Linked DNA regions of Mus musculus: regions 1, 3, 4 and 5 are each linked to region 2. A link is a contact called in public HiChIP or PLAC-seq and promoter capture Hi-C data. All regions are on one chromosome and are shown on one strand. Each heading gives the region's core, a stretch centred on a gene start, on an enhancer-like site or on the middle of the called end of the contact. The rest is flanking DNA. Distances are from core to core; before and after follow the strand shown.

Region 1 (2,700 bases), core at 80-2,579, 2.3 Mb before region 2:
CTCTATACATAGCCTCCCTCAGTAATAGCCCTGGGGCCTCCCCTTGAGCTGGATCCCACTTTGGGTCTGTAGCTGGACCTTCTTTTCCTCAGGCTCCTCTCCATTTCCATCCAGGTAATTCTTTCAGACAGGAACAATTATGGGTCAGAGGTGTGACTGTGGGATGGCAACCCCATCCCTCACTTGTTGTCCTGTATTCCTGCTGGAGGTGGGCTCTAAAAGTTCCTCTCCCTACTGTAGGGTGTTTCATCTAAGGTTCCTCCCTTTGAGTCCTGGGAGTCTCTCATCTCCTTTAAATAATTGGCTTAAGTGGTTATTGTTATGACACAGAAAGTTGCCAAAGATAAGCAAAACAAAAATTTTAAATGTCAATTAATGGCCTATTTTCAAAATATCTAATGATCATTTTGATCTGCAGAACAGGAAGCCCTTTAGGAAGAAATGTCAACCCTGGCCCCTGCCTGAACATTTGGAACGAAAAGTTTTTGTGATTCTTAAGGCAAAAAGATTTTAAAATTTAATGAAATTGATTTCTTCTAAAACCTCAGCACCACTAGCACCATACCCTACACTGTATTAACGCCTATTACCGATCGCTTGGATAGAACACAACTCTTACATTCTAGGGCCTTTTCCAAATCAACAACTAAAGTCCATCCCATCTCCTGTCCCTAAATACTAGAGTTTCACACTAACAGAAACGTATACTACTGAACACCAACAGCCTCACCACTTTTCTGACCTGGCGTCAATTACAACCGCTCAAAATTCAAATGCTTTTTTACTTTCTGTCATCAAGGTACGTCCATCCTAGTGTACTTTGTAAACATTGATAGTTAGGTTTCAGCAGATTGTGAGTCAGTAAGTAGAAAGTACAATAAATTATGCCTATCCAATAAACCCAAAGTGTACTCAACTTGTTCTTCTCAGAAGGACATCCTCTACCTTAAAAGCTAGGCAAAGCATAGAACTTTTTCTCTGGAGGACTATAATCGCAACATAATAGAGACGATCATAAAGCAACATTGAGAGTCTGCCTTGCCCTGAATTATAACAGATAACTCCTGCATCCCTTGAACTTACTCCACTCTGGTTTGTAAGTTTGCAAAGTCCACAGCCAGAGCAGAGAATCAGTCGGCTCCGGCTTCCCACTCGAAGACGCAGGCGGAAACCAAACGCCAGGGCATCCCCGCCCCCCAACGCCACGCCTCCGTTTCCTAGGTGACTGCCAAGCACTCCGTGCATATCCGGTTCCGAGTTGCGTATTTCGCACGCTCTGCGTATGACGCAGCACGTTTTTATATAAAAGCGTGCGTGCGGCGCAAGCCCGTTCTCTTCCCACGGCTGCAGCTCAACATGGCGCCGGTGAGTGCGCGCGCGTGTGCGGGGCTCGGGTATTACAGGTAGCTATTGCGTCTAGCGAGCGGGAGCGCCGCAGGAGAGAAGGCGGTGGGAAGAGAGTCGGCCTGGCGGCTCGACTGGGACGATAGAATCCGGGTTGCGGAGCCGTCCGTGAGTGCCGTGCGGCCTGCGCGGCGGGAGCCGGGCCCGCGACTAGCTTAGTATCGGCGGGCGCGGTCGGTCTCTGGGCCTCTGGGTTTCTCCATGGCCTGTGGTCACCCTGTCAACGGAAGAGAGCCTAAGTGGCCAGGTCCGCGGTTGCAATGACGTTAGCAGTTTGAAGAGCGTGGTTTAAACATTTGGAAAGTCACTATAACCAAAATTGTTAAAAATAAGGTTGCTGAGTAAGGATTCAAAACTGAGTGACGTCTGATGGCCCCATCGGGACTGCCTGTTCACTGCACGGCAGTGAGCGAGTCCACCCCGTCATTCACTCAAATGCCAGTTCCGGGTTTGCGATAATTGGAGGGTGGTGAAGGTATTATTAATTGGTAGCCATTTAGGTGACTCTGTTTGGACCAATTACAATAAAGCATAAAGAGACCCATTACCCTAAAAATGGTGTTTTAAGTTCAGATAAAACTTGAAAAGCACCCAGGTGGGTGTTTTAATTTGAAATTGGAAATAACATCAGTTACAGTAGGAAGCAGTTCTTCATAATCAAGCAAGATTTCTCTACTAAAATAAGCTTACACTTGGAAGGTACTTAACTGGAAATGATGACGTTTCATGGGAATTGAAACATTGGTTTAAACCAAGCTAATGAGTAACCTTTACATAGAGCACAGGCTCCTTCAGGTGTTGGTCAAGTCTGTGTATAACCCATTATACCAGATGTATGCTGAGTTGGTAATTTTTTTCTTGGGAATTCAGTGTCTAAGCTGAATAAACTGCTTTAATGGCATCATAATTATGTCTAGCAGAAAGACAAGAAGCCTAAGAAGTCCACCTGGAGGTTTCATTTGGACCTTACTCATCCAGTAGAAGATGGAATTTTTGACTCTGGAAATTTTGTAAGTGTCTTACTGTGATTGCATAGTTGTTGGCATTTAAATGTAGTACTTGATATTAACCTAAGCTGTGCTCCTAGGGTACCTTCCCTAGTGACCATCTAGGGTTTCCTTCCCTAGTTTTGCATTCTTTCTGTTTGAAAATAGGAACAGTTTCTACGGGAGAAGGTTAAAGTCAATGGAAAAACTGGAAATCTTGGCAATGTTGTTCACATTGAACGCCTGAAGAATAAAATCACAGTTGTTTCTGAGAAACAGTTCTCCAAAAGGTCTGTTCTTCTGTTTTTAC
Region 2 (2,700 bases), core at 73-2,572:
GTTCCCTAAGTCTGCGCAGTGCTACTCGCTGCGCTATTTCAGTTCCTGATCCTGCGGTGGGGTGGAGAAAAGGGGATTTCTTGGTGTTTCGAAATATGACGGGCTAGCTTCACAGAGTTGAATATTCGAGCTATCCTGGATACGTTGGCTAGGAAGTCCCCTCACCCACCCCCGCCGGCGGTTCGAGGTGGCAGCCGAAAGTGGTTATCTTCCTCCACCTCTTACCGTCTCTGGAAAAATTAAAAAGAAAGAAAGAAAGAAAAAAACACACCCGAAAACACCAACCAAAGTGCTTAGTGAATCAGAATGGGTCACTTATGGAGGCTAAGAGCAGCTGGGGCAGCAAGATCTGTCCCCGCGGTGCGCAAACCGCGGACTCTGGGGCGATGGCGGCCGGGTCAGGCCACCCCAGAGCGGCCAGGCGGGGCTGCTCACCGGCAGCTGGCAGGGCGGCCGCGGCGGGAGGCCCCACGGGGGCGAGAGGCCCCGCGACGTCGGCACTGGGCGGGGGGAGGGTGGCAACACTGGGAGCGGGGAGCACGGGGGCAGGTGGTGGCGCTGCGGGGGGGGGGGCGGTGGCAGCGCGGGGGCGTCTGCGCGGCGGGCTCAGCCCGGGGGTCGCGGCGGGGAGCCACCCGCAGGCCACCTCCGGGGCGGGGCCGGGCGGCCAGCTGCGGCCGCGGGGGTTGAGGGGGGCTGCTGGCCGAGCCTGACCTCGGGCGCGGCCAGCTGCCGGGGTCGCGCACAGTGCAGCCCGCCGCGCCCTGCCCCCTCTCCCCCTTCTCACCCCCCCCGCCTCGCAGCGCGGCGGCCCGGCGGCCAGGGCGCCCCCAGGTCTGGCCCGTCGCCACACGGCGGCGGGCGTGGCGAGGGCGGCCCCAGACAGCCGGCTGAGCGACTCGAGGAAGGAAGGAGGGCGGCGGGGGTGGGGCCGAGGGAACATCCTGTCTGAGCCGGGCACCGCAGACAGCGCCGTGCGCCAGCCGCCCAGACGGCGCGCCGGGCCAGCAGCGCGGGGTACGCGCGAGGGGGGCGGGGGAGCGGGAGCACGCGCGTGCGCGGCCGAGGCGCCAGGCGCGCGCCCCGGTCGGGGCTGGGGACGCGCGCGCAGCCTGCAGTGTGCAGCCCGCCGGGAGCCACAATAGGCCAGACGGCGCGCGCGCCCGAGGGGCTGGCTGGCGCGGGGCCGCGCGGCGCCGCTGGCTTCGTTCCCTCCCCTCCCCCGCCCGCCGCCCTCGCTGTCCCCCGGGCGGCCGGAGACGGCGGCGGCGTCTGCGGGAAGCCGTGTCTCCGCAGTGACGTGGGCGGGCCGCGGGCCGGGTGACGTCAGAGGCTGTGTGTAGCGATGTGTGTGGGGTTCGGAGCGGCGCCGGCACAGCGAAGGCGGCTGGCGAGCGACGGCGACGGCGACGGCGGGCACAGGTGCGGCCGCAGGTCGCGAGGGGACGCGAGGGGCGTGCGGCCTCTGGGGGCGCTGAGGCGGCGGCGGCGGGGGTGATGGGGAGGGCACAGAGCCCGGGGGTCTGCCCGGGCGCGGAGGGCCTGAGTGGGGCGTCCGGGATGCGTGGGGGTCCCGGGCGGGGTCGCGGGCACAGGGCGCGCGGCGGGGGTCCCACGGGTGTACAGGCCTCGCGGATTCTGGGACGGGTCAGCTGGGAGGGGATGGCGGTGCACTTGACCCGAGCCGCCGGGACCCAGGAGACCTGGACCCTGGTCATCGCCGCCATCCCCCGGCCGTCTGCGCTCGGCGGGGATGCCCCGGGCTGGCCCCAGCTCTAAGCGTCCGGCGACGCGGGCTTCCGGGCTTGGCGCCTAACCTGCCCGCGCCCCTGTGGGTGCCACGGCTCAGGGTGGGTCAAGTGGGGGGAGGCGCAGCCCTGGGGCGCCTAGGTAACCCTAGAGAACTTCCCGCGGGCCGGGGGCGTGGGGTATTTCCACCGGCGGCCCCCGCAGTGGGGCGATGTGGGGAGGGCACTTAGGGTGATCCCAGTCACAGAGGTGGGGGTTGGGAGGACTCCTACTTCCTCTGCCCCCTCTCACCTCACCAGACGCCGGGAGTCCCCTGCTTCCCTGTCCTTTGGGTTGATGATGAGTGGGTGTCTCTGCGTGTGCGCAGGGCTGTGGGGGCGCCCCTGGTCTAGGTCATGCCTTCTGCCCTTTTCCTTGGCTCGCCTTGGCTGAGGTGTCCCTGTAGTGGCGAAAGTCACAGTACGGTGGCTAGGTGGCTTTCGTCCATAATTCTCTGGGTTTGTGTTAACATAAATTGCTGGGAGTTTAGAAGCAAAGCTTTTTATTTGTCGGCTTTTACTGGGTTTTCTCCAGGGAGGGAAGTGGATGAATACTCTTTTTCGCCACTCTGCCTCCATTTGCATTCTTTGTGAGGTCTGTCTGCCTTGTGCTTTTTGTCCCGGATTAGTCTTGCTCATGGATGGAGATTTCCAGGCGTGGAGTCTTACAGCTTTTGGCTTCCATTAGGCAAATTCGCTAACCTTTTAAAGGGAAAGTTTTTTTTTCTTCTTCATTCCAAAAAGATAGTATGTATGAATGTACTTGAAGTTTAGTTGCATATGGTAGGTATATTAACATGTATCTTGGGGGGTGGGGAGACCAGAAACTACAGGTTTTTTTTTTTTTTTTTTCTAACGAGAAAGGATTGTTTTTTAAAATTTAAATGGCATGCATAGTTGAGAAAGCCTCTGG
Region 3 (2,700 bases), core at 173-2,672, 3.0 Mb after region 2:
CTCAGTTGTCACATGTGAAAACCAACTCCCAGTGTGGCCCATTGCAAGGTTTACAACTCCACACTGAGCTCCATGGACCTGTGGAATTCACCTTACAGGCAAGCTCCAGGCTTCAAATACAGGCAAGTTAGTTAGCAAGAAGGTTCACTTACAGATTTTGGTAGGCTCTGAAAAACTTGTTTTACTTGAGGCTCCACATGCTTCATGGCTTGTAAAACATAACGGCCTAAAACCAAAAGCAACAGAATAAGCAAATCCATGCATAACCAGTCTGCTCCACCCCCAACCCACAGACAAACCTGCAAATCCTGCAGCAGCAATGGTCAACCCGACTGCTACCACTGTGCTGGCCTGTAATGGAGGAGAAGAGCAAGTCTTTACTACTCTTAATTGCTACCTATTCCGCAGCCAAACTCATTACGACCTTCATTTTGGTGAAAGGTGGGTTCTTTTTCCCTTTTGGGGCAGGATTAGGGATGGAACCTAGTGTGTGTCTCATGCTGGTAAGGTGCCTACAACTCCAGCCTTTCTCAAAGTTCCAACACTTTTATTCTGAGGTGGAGTCTTGCTAAAATTGTCCAGGCTGCCCACGAATTTGCGACTAGCTCTCTAAGCAACTGGGACTTTACAGAGTGCAGCACAGGGTCTGCTGGAAGAAACATTTTTTTTTCTAATAGAAATATGTCTTTAAAACTACTGCAGTTGGACGTGGTGCACATTGGCGGCTTGCATTTAGTCCCCGGACTTGGGAAACATTGGCAGGTGAATTTCTGTACGTTCTGGGACTTCCAGGACTACAAAGTGAAACCCTGTTTAAAAAAAAAAAATTAAACTACTGCAATTTTTATCCACAATTTATTGTCAGAGTATGGGATTTTCACCAAGAAGAAAAGGGTAAGTCATCTTTACCCACAACAGTAAGATGGTGATTTTTCAGCCATGGAAGAGAACTTTAACCCTTGGGCATTGGAACCCCTTTCTAGTTTAGACAAGACCGGTGAAAATAAGATTTCTGCTGGATTTGGAAACAGTGCTTGCAAAGGCTCCCTGATCCCATAAGGTATTTCCACCGTAAAGAGGGGAGGAGTGCGGAGATGGTAGTGGGGTAACAGCCCGACCTCCTAGGAGGCACAAACGTGTGCCTGCCTGCAAGCAGATAAGGGGTGTCAGCTGGAGCCACCGGAGGCCGGAGTAAAGGTCAGTCTCCGTATCCGCCCAGCGCCCCTTCGGAGCCCGTCAGCGCCGACCACTCACCATGACTCCACTCCGCGGCTCGGCACCGCGCGCTCATCCCAGCGCGAGCCCACCGCCACGGTACAGCTGTGGAGAACGACAGGGCCGAGCCAGCGATGCCGCCACTTCCACTAGCGCCGCGCAACACGGCAGCGGCGCCGTAAAGTGCGTCGGAACTGTCGCACAAAGTGCCGCACAAAGGGCCTCACCAACTCCGGTTGACGGAGAGGTCGGACTGGGGCGGGACTGGCCATGCCCTCTGCCCGGGATTCCTGACTTGCAAGTCCAATATCCGGCCCTAAAACAGGCTTTCCCGCTAAAACCTATCTCCCTAACTTTGCTTTATATAGGTTATTCCGCCCACCCCGTGGAAGTAGCGTTGTTTTTCACATGAGGCATTTATTTTGTCTTCTGTGCATCTTTTGCTACCCTGGGCTGTCGCCAGTAGATGTCAAGAAGCCACAAGGCTGATCTTCATGGCCTGCAGAGACATCTTTCTTCTTCTGGCTTGGAACGTAGTTAGATCTATAAACATCAGAAACGATATGGAAAATGATTTTTTCCAGTCTTTTTTTTTTTTCCATCTTCCTTCCTGATGTCTGCTTCAGGCTATGTAGATTTGTTCACTAAAAATACAGCTCCTGTTGTGTGTTCACCATGAATTTTTTCTCTCCTGTTTTAGCCTGACTTACTATTTGTGTAATTAAAAGAGCTTCTTGTACCTGTGTTGCTCACAGCATGTGGTTGTTTGGCCTAAGCATGGCAAATGCACTTGACTAGAAGGAAAGTGACTAGGAGCTGTCTTTTTGCATAAAGGCTGTAAGTTGTGAGAATATAAAAGCCATATGTGACCCCAAGGGAAGCTAGAAACTAAGGTAGCTGTTCTTTGTCAATGAATTCCTGTTAATCTTGCCAGTCTTCGCCTGCTACTTCCCCAAGCTTCTCCCCTTTGTTGTCAGAAGACCATTGTGTGAATGTATCATATTTTGCTTATCTTTCCGTTTCTCATGGGTTGTTTCTGTGGTGTAGCTGTGGGGAGTGTCATGTCTGTGGGCATGGATGTACAGAAACTAGGCAGAGACTTATTCCTTTCTCCTGGCTAGGTGGGCAGACATGAAATCCAGGCATGCTGTGAGGATTGGACTTTCACTTGTCGTGCTTTGAATCTGAGCTGTCTCTCAGAGGCTCATGCATGGATTCGTGTGTGTGTGTGTGTGTGTGTGTGTGTGTGTGTTTGTGTGTGTGTGTTAAGAACTCATGGCAGGGATGTGTTAGAGGTAGGGTATTGGGAAGGTAACTGGATCGAAAGGCTCTAAGAAGATGAGTGGATTGATCAGTTGGTTCTTGGCTTGGTGGATGGTGGGAGGTGATGGGGACGTAGCTGAATCATAGTTATGCGGAGCAGGTTCTTGTCTCTAGCTCCTCCCTTTCTTTGCTTCTTGGCCATCATTCATCTCTGCTGGTAGG
Region 4 (2,700 bases), core at 71-2,570, 2.3 Mb before region 2:
CTGCCCAGCCTTTCCCCATAATTCAAAATGAGGAGTAAAAGAGTAACTGTTAATAGTTGGGAAGGTCTGGCTGGGTGTAAGGTAGGGGTGAAAAAGAGGGCTGATGACCAAAAGGCACAGAAAATTTTGGAACGTGATAATATTCTACTATATCCTGACAATGGAGGTGATCGTACATCTGATTTCCTTTTTCAAGCCTCTTAAATCTTATTTCATATATATTCTAACATTAACCTTAGTTTAAACAAAAACTTTAGTAGTCAAGATTTAATAATAGAGATGAAACAGTACACTATGTAATTCTTACTTAAGTATTAGCAGGAGCAATAGTAACAACAACAATAGGGAAAAGCAGAGGGAACTCAGAAGCCAGGGGTCCTAATTCGGCTCTTTCTGTAACAAGAGGCAGAGTTTACTTTATGGAAGCCATGTGCTTATTGCTTCTAGACAACACAAATGAAATGTGTTCTGCATATACGTGTAAGTGACTATGAGACTAGATTTGTTTATAGGACAGCAATACCAAATCACTGAACAACATGAACTGGGTTGTGGGGTGGTCAGTTAATTACCTTGATTCTTTCCAAGGTGAGAGATGAAGCTATGATAAAACTGTGAAAGGAAAGCACACTTCTCGAGAATCTTTGTCTTTAATCATTTAACAACAAAAACAAAAACAAAACCTCAAACTCTAGGGCACACCGATGCCAGGAAGATCAAAGGTCACCGTAGAGTCTCGGGTACATGGGATTTCCCGCCCCTGAGAACACTGCTGACTTCACCAGCACCTCGTCATAGTGTCTGGAGTCCTCTGAGGATCTACAATGCAGAATCATGAAATAGCATACCACACCTAGCACTCTTCGAGCTCCAAGCACGGATTCCAGCCCCAAGGAGGGCTGCAAGCTGTACCAGAAGCTTGAATCAAAGTTCCACTCCACCAACACTCGGGACTCTTGCAAAATCAGCAGGACTTGAGAGTTTGAAGACCATTAAGTGACAGCATCCACGCACCTGCGTGCTAGGGCCCAGAGCAAGCTACCTGGTCCTAATAGTCGTCCCCAAGGTCAACTGGGCGCCGAACTGAAGATGAGGATGCATCTCGCCCGGGAACACTGCGAAGCTTCAAACAGTCGACTGCAGGCAGCTCTGCACGCCGGAAGTGCACTAATCCGCAGCACGTGGGGTTGCCAGGGCGAGCTTCACGTGACGGGGCGGGACCTCGGGAAGCTTCGAGCCAATGGGCGACCTGGAGGCGGGGCCTGTGGCGCGCCGGGGCCTATCCCGGAAGTGTGGTCGCGGCGGGGCGGGCCCGGGCTGGGCGGGCCGGGGCGGGGAGCCGGGTGTGGGAAGCGTGGCGGCCCCGCCCCGTCTCCTGGACCAGCCGCGGCCGCCAGCGCCGCCGCAGCCGCAGGGACCGGCGGACGCAGCAAAGGCGTGCGGTGCGGGGCCGGAAGGTGAAGACCTGGGGCCGGGTCGGCGGGGCGGCGGGGGATGCAGCCGGTGATGCTGGGGTCCGGGCGAGGGGAGGAGCCGAGATGCTTGGGAACTGGAGGGCGGCAAGCGCGGGACCGCCGGAGCTAGGGCCCTTTACCGCTGGGCCGAACCGGGATGCCAGGGCGGCGCCGCTGCGGGTCCTAGGCGCACTGAGGGCCAGGTGCAACCGGCCGGGTGCTCCTGTCCCAGTCTTCCCCGAACCTGCGGCCTGGCTGATACCTTGGCAGCGGGGATGGGACGGAGGGAGGCGCCGGGCCCCGCATCCCGGCGCAGGAAGGTCGTGGGCACTTCTTGCGGTGGGGTGGTGGGGACTGGACCTGCCGGCTGGGCGCTGGTGTCGCCTTCACTCTCCGGCGAGCTCTTCTGCGGCTCCTTTCCCCACCTCCCACCAAGGGCTGGAAAAGTTTTCAGAGGCCTGAATGGCAAAGTATACTCCACTCAGAGTGGGTGTTCTATAAATGCAAACATAACGGGCTAGTGATGCTCGGCTACCTGTCTTCAAAATGAGACATAACCCCGCCTGCATGCCGGTTATTAAAACGCAAACAAACTTTTCGCATAGTTCCCTCAGAAAAACCGCACATCTCCCCAGTCCACCATGGCAGACGAAATTGATTTCACTACTGGAGATGCAGGGGCTTCCAGCACTTATCCTATGCAGTGCTCAGCCCTGCGCAAAAACGGCTTCGTCGTGCTCAAAGGGCGACCATGCAAAATCGTGGAGATGTCAACTTCCAAGACTGGGAAGCATGGTCATGCCAAGGTAGGCCCTTCCAAGTCATTTTTTGGCTTCACCGTTAAGATCATTCGTGTTCCATTCTACATCGTGAGGTTTCTATATTGAAAAATAACTTTTTTTCCTTCCCCTCAGTCTCTTGAATGGTCAGACATTACTCTCAGTAAAGCTCTCCATTTAATCGGACCCTTAGAATGTTTCATTAACTGGAAACTAAAACTTTTTTAAATCCGTGTTTAGTAGAAACAAGCCTGTTCTTCTAATTCTAAGAGACTTGGTTTTCACTTTCTGTGGACTCTTGTTAATTGACTTGCTGACGTGTGTGGTGTGTTGAGTTTTGATGCCATGAAACTGTTCGGGTTTTGGGTACTTACTGAATCTCGTTCTGTGTCACTGCAACTTTTTTTAAAGAAAGTAAGATGACCTTGGAAGAGGTGAAAGGCTCCATTACAGTCAGAGCTGGGATT
Region 5 (2,700 bases), core at 187-2,686, 2.4 Mb before region 2:
AGTCCTGGCAGGAGGTGACTGGGTCTCATTGGTGATAAGTTAGAGCATACAACCATGCTGAGCTCTGCTGAAGTTTGGGCTTTGAACTTAGTTGTTTGCCTCCCGTGTTGTCACCTTACAGAAATGTGGACACACATTAAAAACAACAAAAATCTAGGCATGGCCTGACAGTGCCTATAATCCCTGCACTGGAGTGGATCCGTTGGCCTGTCAGCTTGCCCACACGTATGGCTTTCAGAGTCTCTGAGGTCCTGTCGCAAATAGAGACAGGATAATAGGGTAATAGAGGAAGACTCTCAATACTGATTCCTGGCCTTCACACAGAGGAGTACACATATAACACATATACAGAGAGACAGACAGAGAGAGAGAGACAGAGAATGAATGAATGGATGAATGAATGAATGAGAAGAGATGGGAAAACGTCAGACTAATTAAACCCAGTTTCCTTCCGACCTTCATGTTCCTGTCATTTGGCCACCGGTTCTTACATTTCCTCTGCTGTAAACTGGCTCCATCCAGATGGACTGTGTGGATGGCAGTGACCACAGCTGGCAGTCCCAGGGAAGCTACCCAAACTTTGGTATCTCCCCCAGTATTTTTGTATCAGATGCCACAGGGGATTCCTAGGAAGAAACAGGGTCAAGACACGTAAGCAGAATTCACTGGAAAGCCAAGGCTATAGCAAGCACACTACGGCTCCCAACCAGGCTCTCTATGTGTAGCCAAGGCTATCCTACAACTCTCATGTGATCCAGTGAGTCTCCAATGCACAGCCTCCCCAGTTAGAGCATTATAGATGTGCGCCACCGCATCTGGCTCCGCACTCTCATCTTGAGATACACTGACTTAATAATAACAGTAGAAAGCACATTGCCACTATCTACTGAGAACTTTTTCTGTGCCAAACATTTATCACGTTATTTCCCTTAATCCCCTCAACAAAACAAAATGAGTGTGCTATCTTCCCTATTTTATCAGGCCAAAAATCAAACAGTAGAAACCTAAGACACAGAAAAGTCACAGGGTTTGACTCGCTTAAGTTCATCCTCACTAAAATGCTGTGATTCCAACCCCAGTGCAGATCCCTCCACACCTCACACAGATAACCGATGCTGCCACACTCTGTGGCCACAGAGCCCACAGAACTAATTTTCTGCAGAACAAACTGCTCTGTGCCCTCCCAACTTTGTCTTCCCGACACCACTGCATGCCTCGGCTTCCACAAAAGACCCCACAGGCTGCCCCTCTCAGCTGTCCCTGTCCCATTTCTGCCACACTTATCAGGCTGAAAATGGGTCTGTCTCTGGTTTGTAACTTATACTTATGAGACCTGCTACTGTGCTCAAGCCACAAGTCATTGGGGTAAAGGGTGTATTGATTGGATTACCATCAATACTCAGCTTCTGTTAAAAAGGTCAGAACTACCTCTCTTTGCTCCTCCTCCTCCTACAATGTATAACCAGGTAGAGTGAGCACTCTGGCTGGTCAGCTATTCATCCACATTCAGTACAGGACCTGGATTAAGAGGACAATTCCACACACACACAATGTCAGAAGACAAGGTACAGCGACCTTGGGGTCCTTTGGCTTTGGTTTTGAGGAGGTTGGGAATCTATTTAAGGCAGTGAACTTATACGCTGGCACTGGATGCAGTTACCACAGGTCCAGGCTACCTCTTTGCTTGGTCAATTACTAATCCTTTTGGCTACTAAGCAAATTCCATGTTCTTATTCAGTAATCGGACTTTTCAGGATATTTGCTGTTTTGAATAGCTATTGTAAGAATGTACCTACCACCCCCACGATCTGGGGAAAGTTAACAGGACTCAAATCATGAAAGTGGATCTGGAATGTTCAAAAAATGTCCAGGAATGAAAGGTAGTTCTAGATTCAGAGACTGAGAACTGATTGTTGCAGGCGACCTTGGACCATGGGAAGAAGAAGAAATGATCGGATGAAGCACCATCTGGGGGACTATGACCTTGGGCTGACTCTTAGCTAATACTAGCATAGCCTGTGTTGTATTCATGGCTGTGACAGCATTGCAATCAGACAGGGATTTTTGCCTTTGTTCTTAAGGAGAGTACCAGTTGAAGTCGTTAGGAATGAGGTGACACAATTAACCTGCAGCTTAATTTTAAATGGTTCAGCCAAACCAATACGCGTTAAGAAACCAATGTGGTGAGTGTTAGGTAATTACTGGGGAGCAAAGTGAAGGCTGTGGGGTTTTCATTTTCCTGGTATTTCAATGTCTCTGTAGATAGAAGGCTTTTTCAAATAAAACCTTCAAAAGAATGTGTCATTCTTCTGCGCTTACAAGTTCTCCCCAACCCCTGCATACGGCAATGGTGTAGACGTTGATAAATCTTCACCCCTGTTAAGATTCTCGTACACTGACCTGGTGAGGCTGTGCGGAGTGCTCTTTTGTGAGGGACACCACGTATTGTGGAATCAGCCAGGCTCGGGGGTGGGTTCTAATGCTGTGTGTGCTGCTGAGACTCGGACTAGATCAATTGGCCTTTGTGTTTTCTACACTGTGCTAACATAAGGACTCCTGGTGTATGACACGGGCAATCTGGGCTTTCTTTTAGTGATCTGTGAATGAAGTGATCTCTTCGGAGCTCAGAGTCAGTAAAAGACAACATGAGGAAGGCTTAGAGGGCAAATGTTTAAATGTCAGTTATGTATTTGTACAATG

What was found. Promoter capture Hi-C pulls out the DNA fragments that hold promoters and counts their contacts. HiChIP or PLAC-seq counts read pairs in DNA pulled down with a chosen protein or histone mark.
Region 1: an H3K27ac HiChIP or PLAC-seq map of thymic regulatory T cells shows a contact between it and region 2, with 14 times the contacts expected there. The contact joins the promoter of Rpl22l1 here to the promoter of Skil in region 2. A contact is called at or near these places in 7 of 39 promoter capture datasets (the 3T3-L1 cell line, 3T3-L1-derived adipocytes, hippocampal neurons and 2 more), 2 of 115 datasets of contacts at active chromatin or transcription factors (astrocytes and thymic regulatory T cells) and 2 of 9 other capture datasets (adipose tissue and liver).
Region 3: a contact with region 2 is called in a promoter capture Hi-C map of pre-B cells. The contact joins the promoter of Dnajc19 here to the promoter of Skil in region 2. A contact is called at or near these places in 3 of 39 promoter capture datasets (the 3T3-L1 cell line, liver and pre-B cells) and 1 of 9 other capture datasets (liver).
Region 4: a contact with region 2 is called in a promoter capture Hi-C map of pre-B cells, with 2.1 times the contacts expected there. The contact joins the promoter of Eif5a2 here to the promoter of Skil in region 2.
Region 5: a promoter capture Hi-C map of liver shows a contact between it and region 2, with 2.6 times the contacts expected there. The contact joins the promoter of Slc2a2 here to the promoter of Skil in region 2. A contact is called at or near these places in 2 of 39 promoter capture datasets (both in liver).

Annotation. Positions count from the first base shown.
Region 1 is chr3:28,804,179-28,806,878 of GRCm38.p6, forward strand. Rpl22l1 (ribosomal protein L22 like 1) reads left to right here and starts at 1,330. Exons shown (of 4, transcript NM_001347226.2): 1 at 1,330-1,365; 2 at 2,325-2,414; 3 at 2,559-2,680. The coding sequence starts at 1,357. Gm32950 (predicted gene, 32950) reads right to left here and starts at 1,173. Exons shown (of 3, transcript NR_166194.1): 1 at 1,084-1,173.
Region 2 is chr3:31,093,736-31,096,435 of GRCm38.p6, forward strand. It overlaps Skil (SKI-like), which reads left to right and starts at 1,323. Exons shown (of 7, transcript NM_001039090.2): 1 at 1,323-1,422.
Region 3 is chr3:34,079,932-34,082,631 of GRCm38.p6, forward strand. Dnajc19 (DnaJ heat shock protein family (Hsp40) member C19) reads right to left here and starts at 1,423. Exons shown (of 6, transcript NM_026332.4): 1 at 1,255-1,423; 2 at 300-351; 3 at 153-226. The coding sequence starts at 1,257.
Region 4 is chr3:28,779,957-28,782,656 of GRCm38.p6, forward strand. Eif5a2 (eukaryotic translation initiation factor 5A2) reads left to right here and starts at 1,321. Exons shown (of 5, transcript NM_177586.6): 1 at 1,321-1,457; 2 at 2,060-2,260. The coding sequence starts at 2,096. It overlaps 1700112D23Rik (RIKEN cDNA 1700112D23 gene), which reads right to left and starts at 1,166. Exons shown (of 3, transcript NR_166152.1): 1 at 1,015-1,166.
Region 5 is chr3:28,696,467-28,699,166 of GRCm38.p6, forward strand. It overlaps Slc2a2 (solute carrier family 2 (facilitated glucose transporter), member 2), which reads left to right and starts at 1,437. Exons shown (of 11, transcript NM_031197.2): 1 at 1,437-1,565. The coding sequence starts at 1,551.